Linked DNA regions of Cricetulus griseus: region 2 is linked to region 1. The links are chromatin contacts, called in public Hi-C maps. All regions are on one chromosome and are shown on one strand. The core of a region is the stretch at or near the end of the contact, and the rest is flanking DNA. Distances in the headings are between cores, read along the strand shown. Region 1 has its middle 70 kb from the start of Trnav-uac. Region 2 holds the start of Hsph1 (heat shock protein family H (Hsp110) member 1).

Evidence for each region. Hi-C and Micro-C count contacts between places; a contact is called where the count stands out from the background.
Region 2: a Hi-C map of fibroblasts shows a contact between it and region 1, with 2.2 times the contacts expected there. The contact joins the promoter of Hsph1 here to the enhancer-like site in region 1. A contact is called at or near these places in 2 of 8 Hi-C or Micro-C datasets (the CHO-K1 cell line and fibroblasts).

Annotation. Positions count from the first base shown.
Region 1 is chr4:85,334,904-85,339,825 of CriGri-PICRH-1.0, reverse strand. No RefSeq gene overlaps it. Among named protein-coding and RNA genes, the nearest start is that of Trnav-uac, 70 kb to the right of the region's middle. Within about 2 kb of position 2,600, at least 3 of the 6 cell types and tissues checked have open chromatin away from gene starts, as enhancers often do. A contact at or near this core is called in the CHO-K1 cell line and fibroblasts, where this site is marked.
Region 2 is chr4:85,426,831-85,431,752 of CriGri-PICRH-1.0, reverse strand. It overlaps Hsph1 (heat shock protein family H (Hsp110) member 1), which reads left to right and starts at 1,931. Exons shown (of 20, transcript NM_001246720.1): 1 at 1,931-2,064; 2 at 4,277-4,334. The coding sequence starts at 1,958.

The DNA.
Region 1 (4,922 bases), core at 1,351-3,850:
TTCAGACAAATGAACCCAACAAGCCAGAAACTTGGCTGGGTTCAGAGCCTGTTGGCTTCGCCATGGTCTGTGTCATTTTCTTGATAAACCACCTTCTCTGGGTGCCTGGACTCTGAGTCTGCAGGGCTTTTTAAGCCTAAGTATGACATACACTACAAAGTCCATGCCAGTGGTGTCTTATGTAAGACTGTTCCAGTGGACAATTTATTAATGAGAATCTCGTCAGTGCCAGCAGGACTTTCACCTTTTCATGACATTACACTGTCATGGAGGAACTCATTCCATTTTAAGAAATCCTCGCCCCACCCCACCTCTCCTAACCCACGCCAAAGCATTATATTCTTACTGTACACCCCTCCCTTGGCCAGCTGGCATCTCTCCCTGTCCCACCCCTGACACTCAAGACAACTCTACTTCTTGTACATTTGAATGCCACTTCTCACCTCAGCACCTCTTGGCCCTTGGCTTCTGCAAGGGCCTCACTTATCTCAGCTCCTGTCTTATGTTACAGTTTGAGTCTTGGACATTTGCAGATCTCTCCCAACACTCTGAGTCCTTGCAGGACTTGGTTTATACCACAGCATTGTCTTCCTTAAACCAATGATGTCCATGTATGTGTGGATCCCATGAGCCCTTGTATTTGTTTGTCTTCTGAAAGGCTTTGATTGTAGAGCACATTTATTGCACTATTTTTACACCCCGCCCCCATGGGCCTAGTTAAGCCCTGAGCACATAATACATCTTGGACACACAGGCTCACAGATTTGAGCTTCTGGCTTCCAGGCTTAATAATAACATGACCTCAGAAGAGCAATTTATGGAAGCAACAGTCACTGAGATCATTGGTCCTGGTAAATGACAGTTGATAATCCATATCAGGACAAAGTGACCGGCGACCTTCTGACAAGAAGTGGGCTCAGCCTCCATGGGCTCCTTCCTTCTCTTTCCTCTTTTGGAAAAGGAAAACCCAGATCAGATCAGACCCTTGAGAACTCATTGCTATTCTGAAGTCATGTTGCTTCCAGCTCTTCTTCCAACCACCCCAGGGGCCTTGTGACATTACCTGCTAATGATTCTAACTGATCTTCCCAAACAGAGAGGCACCAGCTGTCAACCAACAGCCTTCCCTCTGCAGAGAGCTGAGGCCCCCTTCTCTGTGGAGCCAGCACACCCCCCCCACCCCTCCATCAGGTCCCTGGGTGCATTTCTGCAGGGTAATATTTACAGTGCTGGATGGCTGGGCCCTGTGGAGCTTAATGGGATCCTTAATAAAGGCAGGCTTCATTAAGACAGAGAGTGCGGGCGATGTGCCCTTGCTTTGGAGGAGAGGACAATCCAGCACAAGACGAATGCTCTCCCTTGGCTTGGAAATCATGTGGGTCAAGTGCCTTGTCACGCATTAACGGCCCTTTAAGTTGCTAGGCAGATGAAGAGGAGCAACACAGACAAACCAAGGCGGAGGAATTATGCCATCCATCCTGATAGCATAAATACTGCGACACAGAGCCGCCTTTAAACAAAGTGATTTGCTAAACGAGTGGCTGGCGATTTTCCAGATGGCCAGTGTGACACAGGCTTGGATGAATCCTCTCTTCAATCATGCATTTGTGGGGACTGAAACATGAAAGGCCAGGTTACAGCCATTGCAGTGGCTGCAGCGGCTTCAAAACCCTTACATAAAACCCTCCTGGTGTGGCCCTTGAGGCAGCAGGAGTGGGAACCCTGGCATGGAGCTTGGGATGCCACAGGACAGCTGCTTCTTACCCAGATGACAGCCAGCTCAGAACAGGGTTTCTCTGTGCCTACCATGTCACTTCACACACCACCAGGTCTCTGGAATTCTTAGTACCAGATGAAGCTGTAGTAGAGGCTAAGAAGCAGAAATGCTAGTGTGTCCTATGCCATCATTTTAAATATGAATTATTTTAAATGGCTTAAAAATCACTTACCTAGGTTTTGTCGTCACCCTCCTCTCCCCAGTACTGGGGACTGAACCCAGGACCTTGAACATGCTAGGCAAGCATTCTAGCATTGAGGTACACCCCAGACCCTCTAGGTCAGTTTATAAATAGCCAAGATAGGCAGAAATATTCATCTTAATTTTAATGTAGATTTAATATAAGATTTAAGGAAAATCTTAATTTTCAAACCACAGCCTCTCTCTGCTGTACCTTCCTCCCACTAAATTTTATCTCAGCTTGAGGACTCTGCTAATGATGGTAATTATTCAGCCCTGGGACCTTAGGGTCTATGGAACACATTGACTCATTGAAATCGGGTCATTTGGAGACGGCAAAGGGGCATTGGCCCCACTGTAATATAATGGGCAACAATAGGGACAAAAAAAATAAAAGCAAAAAAACCCTTTCTGACTGGTTTCACCCCCACGAAAGTTTGATGTGGATTGATGGAGTTCTTCAGCAGCCCCTGGAATTTCTATTTAGTTGCTGGGCAGTCCAGCCCCACCCCATGACAGAACCCACTGGCCAGACAGCAGCTTTCCCCTCCGCACTGCGCCTCGGCATTAGTTCATTTCTGACTCAAGAGGAAAAGTTTAACATGATGAGTCATCGGTAGAAGCTTCTGTGGCATGCTGGGGAAAACTACAGTTTGCTGAGGAAGAAACCCGAAGCACCCTGTGGACTGTGGCTTCAGATCTACACTGGGTGGAAAATTTTGTCGATTGAATTGTTTCCTGTGTACACATGAACACTTTCTCACTGACGGTCACTTCTCTTAGAAGTTTTCCTATCGTGGAGCTCACTGACCCGCAGTCAGCCTGATGTGAACAAGGGCACTGGACAGAGCTGTTGGGGAGGGGGACAGCATGATTCCCTGACTGTCACCCAGAGATCGTGATCTGTGGTCATATCACCTGACCATGCACAATCTCTTCAGATACCATGCTTTTCCTGACTATTCTGTGGCCAGGTTCTTCAACAAGGTCACAAATCCCCAAACACTAACTGAGGGATGATGCTCACAAAGCACCCTTGCTGAAGTACTGCCATTGGTTTAGGGCTGGTGAGCTGGCTCGTCATGCAAAGGCACTTGCCACGAGCCTGACAGCCTGAATTTTGATCCCTGTGCCCCATATGGTGGAAGGAGAAAACTGACCTCTGTCAATTGTACACACACACACACACACACACACACACTCAAGATTAATAAAAATGTAATAAGAAGTAGATTTCAGGACTGGAGAGATGGCTCAGTGATTAAGTGGGCAACAATGGACACCATCCCCCCAAAAAATCCAAAACCCTTCCTGACTGGTTTCACCCCCAGTTTGATCTGGATTGATGGAATTCTTCAGCATATTGCCTTTTCCAGAGGATCCAAGTTCAGTTCCCAGCACCCACACTAGGCAGCTCACAACCACCTGTAACTCCAACTCCAGGGGATCTGATGCCCTCTTCTGGCCTCTGTGGATACCTGCACTCATGTGTCCATGCTCTCACAGAGACACACATAATTAAAAGTAGCAAATTAAGTCTTTAAAGAATAAGTGGATCCCTTATTAAGCGTCCCGTGACACACCAGAGAACTGCTGGAAAGCCATCTTTTAAGGCATCATGAATCTTAGCTCAAGCTGCAGACATCTCAAGGACAGTCACTCATGGGACAGCCTTCACAAGCATAGTGATAAACAAGGTCCCCAGTCACAAATGTGGCTTCCCTTATGCTAAGTATGACTGGGTCCCTGGTGCCATGGATACAGGATAATAAAGAACTATGCAAATTGTGAAGCCTCCGAAATCTGCCAGAGCAGGGTTAGGAGACAGATTAGATGACAAAGTAGGCACAGTTAGTGCTTCTGTCCTACAAATAATCTTGTTTCTCTTTCACATAACCCCGAAGCTTAGCGAAATGCCAACCTGAGATATTTAGCACTACATTCATTTTAAACCCTTTCCCAGACTAAGGAAAAAAAATTGTTTTTGAAATGATCATCAAAAGAGGTCTTAATATGGTTGGAAAATGCCACGACTTTTCAACATTCAAATACAGCTCCACAAAGTCACCGTGACTGACATTTTATTCCATCTCTGAGCTGTTAATTAAGAAGCACAGATATGAGCAGCAGAGATGAAATCAACAGAAGCTGCAAGCCATTCTTAAAATAAAACGCCACTCGGATTTGCTTAGATCCTAAACCAATACACACACTGGGTGCCTATCATGTCATTCACATGGAGTCCACTAGGGGGCAGTGGATGATTGTGTCTCAAGCAGGAGGGCGTTTGTGCCGGCTACTATCTATGCACCTGAAGTGTGGCAGGCGCTTCACACAATGATCAGAGCTGCAGTGGTGACAGGTAAGGAGCAACCAGTCATCGCTCCCAGCGCGTCTGTCAGAAGGATAAGGTGAAATGGGTCATTTGCATTTTCAGCAATGAACTTGCATTCTAATGAGCCGAGAGTGATGCCTGGACCTGTCCTGGCTTTCCTCTTCAGCTTGTGCAGGAAGGCAATAAATAGGCCTGACCATACCCAGGAAAGCATCCAAGCAGAGGCAGAGGCAGAGGCAGAGGCAGAGGCAGAGGCAGGGACCTCCACTCACAGGAGCTGGCCACCACTGGACACCATGGTCACAGAGAGGCTTTCCTCCGCCACGAAGTCTCTGCCAGCTTCCATTTGGGGAATTCCAGCCTGGAGGCTGTGTGGCACAAATTCGAGACATCTTTCCTGAACTAGTCTGTATGAACGGTACCCCCGAGAGTGGGGCAACACATTGCTTGTCCCCTCTTCCAGCATGTGGACCTTGGGTTGTAGATCTCTATAGGATTAAATGACCCCTTCTGTGATCTCTCCTACGAAAAATCACTGCATGGAAACATTTCAAGAAGCAGAGAGGGACAGCATCTGAGTGAGACTGGGAAGGGAAGCCAGTTGCAATTCTATGCCTGCTCCATTCCCTC
Region 2 (4,922 bases), core at 682-3,181, 93 kb before region 1:
ACAAAATCCTGTGAGAGAGTACACAAGAAGAGCTGGTAATTACGAGTTCACACAGCTCACAAATTAATAAAGACAGCCAGAACACAAGCCCATGAAATCCAAATTTGGGTGCTGTATTTTATGTAATGCGTATCCGCAGTGAGTGCTAAGATTTGAACCTGACCCAGATCTGTCCAGGTCCACTTAGTTCTGCAGTTTCTCATATGAAGTGTGGGAGGTAGATCAAATAATTTATAGTTCCTCTTTGTTAAAAATAGCTATGATTCTGCCGATTTTAATAAAAGTTTTCATACACTAAAAAAAGTTGGGGTCATGGAAGTTTCAGACAAGAGATTCCTAACAAAAATGATTACATTAAACAGATGTCAAATTAAAATATGCAGCCGCCCCGAGATAACTTCTCCCATTTTAAATATGGTAGTTACGTGCAGCAGGTGAAATAACTAAAGTGGCAAGGCTAACCAACACCACAAGCATATACAATTTACTCTAATTTGTGTATAAGCCCCCGATTTAACCAACCGCACTTGTCTTGCTGGAGAAGTTTTTTAACCTTGGGTCCCAACTCTTTACTCAATTACACACTTGCTTAGCAGCATGCGTTTGAACTGCGCTTATTTCCATATCCTAGAGGTTATGGGGGTTCTCAGGCAAACTTTTAAGTGTTTACGTAAACGATACATAAGAACTGAAAGTAAGAGCAAGCGGCACCCCCCTCGCCTTCCTGCGTCTCTTTATAGAACTAAAACTCACTTTCCAAGGAAAGAAAACGAAAGCTTATATTAAACAAGTAAGAAACCACATTGATTTATATTAATGGTTAGGAGTGTCAGGGTTAAACTCAGTCGACATAAACTAGTACCCAAAATAAGCTAAAAGTGACACTACCCAGCAGCCTTCCAAATTGCATAGAAACCAAAAGGTGCTCGAAGCAGCAGCAGCACCACCACCACCACCACCACCTCTGGTGTTTTATTCTGCAAGAATCTTGCCAACAAACCGTACTACCTATTCGCGGCATACAACTGACGTTCCGAAATCGGAATTGATCAGTTGTCGAAATAACAGACAAGAGCGGAACAGAGTACAAAGGCAATGCCAAAGAAAGCGCGCGAATAGGCAGCCACCAGCTGGGCCTCCTCTTCTGAGCCCGCAAGACAAAGCCGGGTCCCGGCATGCACCGCGGCCCAGACTACATATCCCAGCATGCAAAGCGCCCAGGCCTCTCCGCTGGACTGCACTCCCCAGCATGCAAGGCGCTCGGGTCTCCCGGCCAAACTACGTTTCCCGGCATGCTCTCTGCCGACAGCAAGTCGGTGGCCCGAGAGGCCTGGGGTCTTGGAGCAGTGGGTTCCACTGTTCCACTGCTCCGCCCGTTCAGTAGTTCTTCGGTGTCTGGAACCAGACGCTGCCGCCCGGGGTCATCTCAAGAGCGGCAGGGGTTTCCAGCCCGTCATTTATCACCGGTGTCAACAGGAGCGCAAACTGTCCCCCGGATGGGGAGGGCGGGATGGAGGCCGAGCAAGCCCGATCTGCTGTAGCCAATGGCATCCGAGCGGCTGCCCTGTCACTATGGCAACGCGGGCCGCCCGCGGGGCGACCAGCGGTCCATTGGGTAGAATCTTTCTCGAAGGCTCGAGAAGAAGGAAGCGGAAGTGGCACGTGGAGGGGCCGGTGGAGGCGCCGGTGAGTAAATGCCGCAGATTCTGGAAAGTTCTCCTCAGTAGGCTACATAAGGCTGAGCGATTGGGACCTCCCCTTTTGGATTGGTAGCTGAGCGGCGCAGCGGCGGCGGCGGCGGCTGCGTGCGAGAGGGCGAGCAGCGAGCAGCGAGCGGCGGCGGCGGCAGAGACTGAGCGCAGTCTCGCGGCGTAAGCCTGAGGCATCTTCCCGGCCGGTCGGGAGCAGGAGGCGCACGCAGCGGACCCGAGGCGGAGGCTGACGGACGGGACCGGCCATGTCGGTGGTGGGACTAGACGTGGGCTCGCAGAGCTGCTACATCGCGGTGGCGCGGGCCGGGGGCATCGAGACCATCGCCAACGAGTTCAGCGACCGCTGCACCCCGTAAGTAGGAGCCCGGGAGGCCGGGGAGGGCTCGAGCTCGCCGCTTCTCGTGGGAGATGGTGCCCCGGGGATTCCGAGAACCGTGACACCGGGAGACCACCTGGCCTGAATTGGCCTTCCCGGGTCGCCTCCCGCCCCCCACCCAGCTTCTTCAACCTGGCACCGGCTCGCACCCCAGCAGGGATCTCCACTGAGCCTAAGCTGCTGAGCCTTTTCTTCCGCATGGTGAATCTCCAAATGACCTAGAAGGTTCCAGAGCCTGTGCGCGCTGCTGCTTGCCTAGGGAGCGGGTGGACTGTTGTTAGCGACCACGGAAACACTCTATGGTAGAGGAATCCACCGCCTCTGCTTTTCATCTGCTCTCGGTTTGCTAATGTTGCCCTAGTGCCCTGAATCGCTTTTTGGAAGAGTCCTTTTTAAAAGGCTCGGCGTGAAAGCCGTTCATGAGTTTCCAGACCGATTGTTTATTTTGCACAGTTTAGAATAAGCACTACAAATTTCATATTGTTGTTGCTAACACGCCGCTGTGGAAGCACTCTGTGGGAAAGATGGATTTTTTTTTTTTTTTTTTGTCTAAGAATTAAATAGTATGCAGCACCGTGGGTGGGCAAACGGAAGCATGGTAAAAAAGCAACTTTTTGAGGGGGTTAGTTTCTGAAGGTTACACAGGCAAGTAGGCCTGCATGTGCAGCCAATGACAGCAGCTGCTTGCTTTTATAGGCAATTATTGTAGGTCTTTATTTTTTTTTCATGTGCAGAGTTAAAGATTATTAAACATGGAACCTGAAGGTAAAATCATTCTAACCTTAGGTTACTTATGTGTAGAGGAGCATTTATGAGAGAGAGTAGGAAATAAGCTTTGCTGGTAACTTATCTGAGCAATGCAACTGCTCCTGTCTACCTCTTTACAAAGCCATGATGGTCGGTTCTTTGGTGGTTAGTAGGAAAGATGCCAGCCTTCCGTGCTTCTCTATGCTCAGGGTGCTTCTGTGCTTCTTTATTCTCTGTTATTTTTTGTTTTTGTTTTTGTTTTGTTTTGTTTTGTTTTAAATCGGCTCAGAGGAAGGCGGCGGAGATGCTTGAGTTGGTGTGTTGACCAGAATTTTCGAGTGATGTATTACTGTTAAAGCACAGGGTTAACGACTGAATTGGCTATTGATTCCTGTTACAGTCAGTTAATTGACTTGGAAAATGAGAAGATCAAGTGTCTAATCTCTCAGCTCGGAATCACAGGATTTGTAGACTGCACCTTAAAAGGTCCAGCCTTTGCTTGAGGATTCCTGGCTTTTAGGGTGACATTTAGTACCCGCTAAGACCTCAAGCTCCAAGATGATTCGGTTACAGCAAATTTAAATGTCCTCGGTATAGTCCCGTTTTACTCATCCCATTTACCCACGTAGGAGTGACTGAACCAAAATTAGATTAGGTTTGGATTAGTAATGCACAGTAGATTACGCCTCTAATCCAAAACCTTAATCACCGCCTCCTCCTCACAAGACCTCTCCATCTTGTCTCTGTTCTGTTACTATGCATTCCCTTCCCATGGCTGAGGAAAGTGCCTGTCACTCTTCATCTGGTCAAAGTGTGTCTAATGTGACGAATTGGTCACTCCTTTACCTGAGCATTTATACTTCAGTCTGCAGTGACTTCGGTTCTATGTTGTCTTCTTATTTGACCTTCTTTAGTAGAATCTTCCAGATGGGAGCCTCGTCTGTATGCTTTAAACCCCACAGGCAATACCATAGACCTCTTCAAGTTACATAAAACCTTTTAAATTCTAGAGCAGGTGGTAGATCAGGACAAAAATAAGAAGTGGCGGTGACATTTAGGATTGTATGAAGCTGATGATAGAGGTACAGTTACATTGTACTTTTTGTTGGTTGTGCATAATGCCAAGTTTAATAACACTTAAGTTGAGAGCTTTTCAGTTCCATGTCTTTTGTGACCTGATGACACTGTACTAGCACTTAATAAGGTATTGAGCAAGAATTCCCGAACTGCAAGCAGAAGCAGGGCTAACACTTGGACTCAATTGTCAGAGCTGTGGCTTTAAATTATTAATGCCCCAGACCAAGTTTTGAGTATCTGGTGAAAGTTGTAAGCTGCAGAATTCTGTTTTGTTTTGTATTGGGATTTTCCTCTTGTCAGTTTAGAAATGGCCACATGTGTGCTTTTGGACAAATGTGAAATGTTTGTTTTCTGTTACTTCTAGGTCAGTCATATCATTTGGACCAAAAAACAGAACAATTGGAGTTGCAGCCAAAAATCAGGTATGTTCTTGAAGAGAATGCCCATCTGGCTTAAAGGAAACTCCCAGCAGCACCCCAGAATGATGCACTGAAGTTCAGTATAGTTAAGGTTTTAAAACTATAACTCAGGGCTGGAGAGATAGCTCAGTCCATTAGGAGCACTTGTTGCTCTTACAGGTTTGGTTCTCAGCGCCCACTTGCTGGCTCCTCACTGCCTGTAGCTCCACTGCTTAAACCCTCCATGGGAACCACGCACACATGTGCTATGCACATACATGTAGACACTCAAGTCTGCACATTAAAAATGAAAATTAACTCTTGGAGATGTGTGTGTGTCAGTTCTTTTTGAACCCTCTGGTGATTGCTTCCTCATCCCCACTCTTGTTCCTTAGATTTTTATTGATAACCTTAATTAGGGTAACTTCATTGCTTTTCAATTAAAACGCGTATGTCTGTGTAGATATGTGCTCTCACTGTTTGGCTCTGGCTGGCCTCTTAACTCATAGAGGTTTGCCTCCTGAGTGCTGGGATTAAAGGGACATGACAGCATGCTTGGCTTTAAAATTTTTAAATTACACACTTGACTTTTGTCTTTGAATGTGTAGTTTC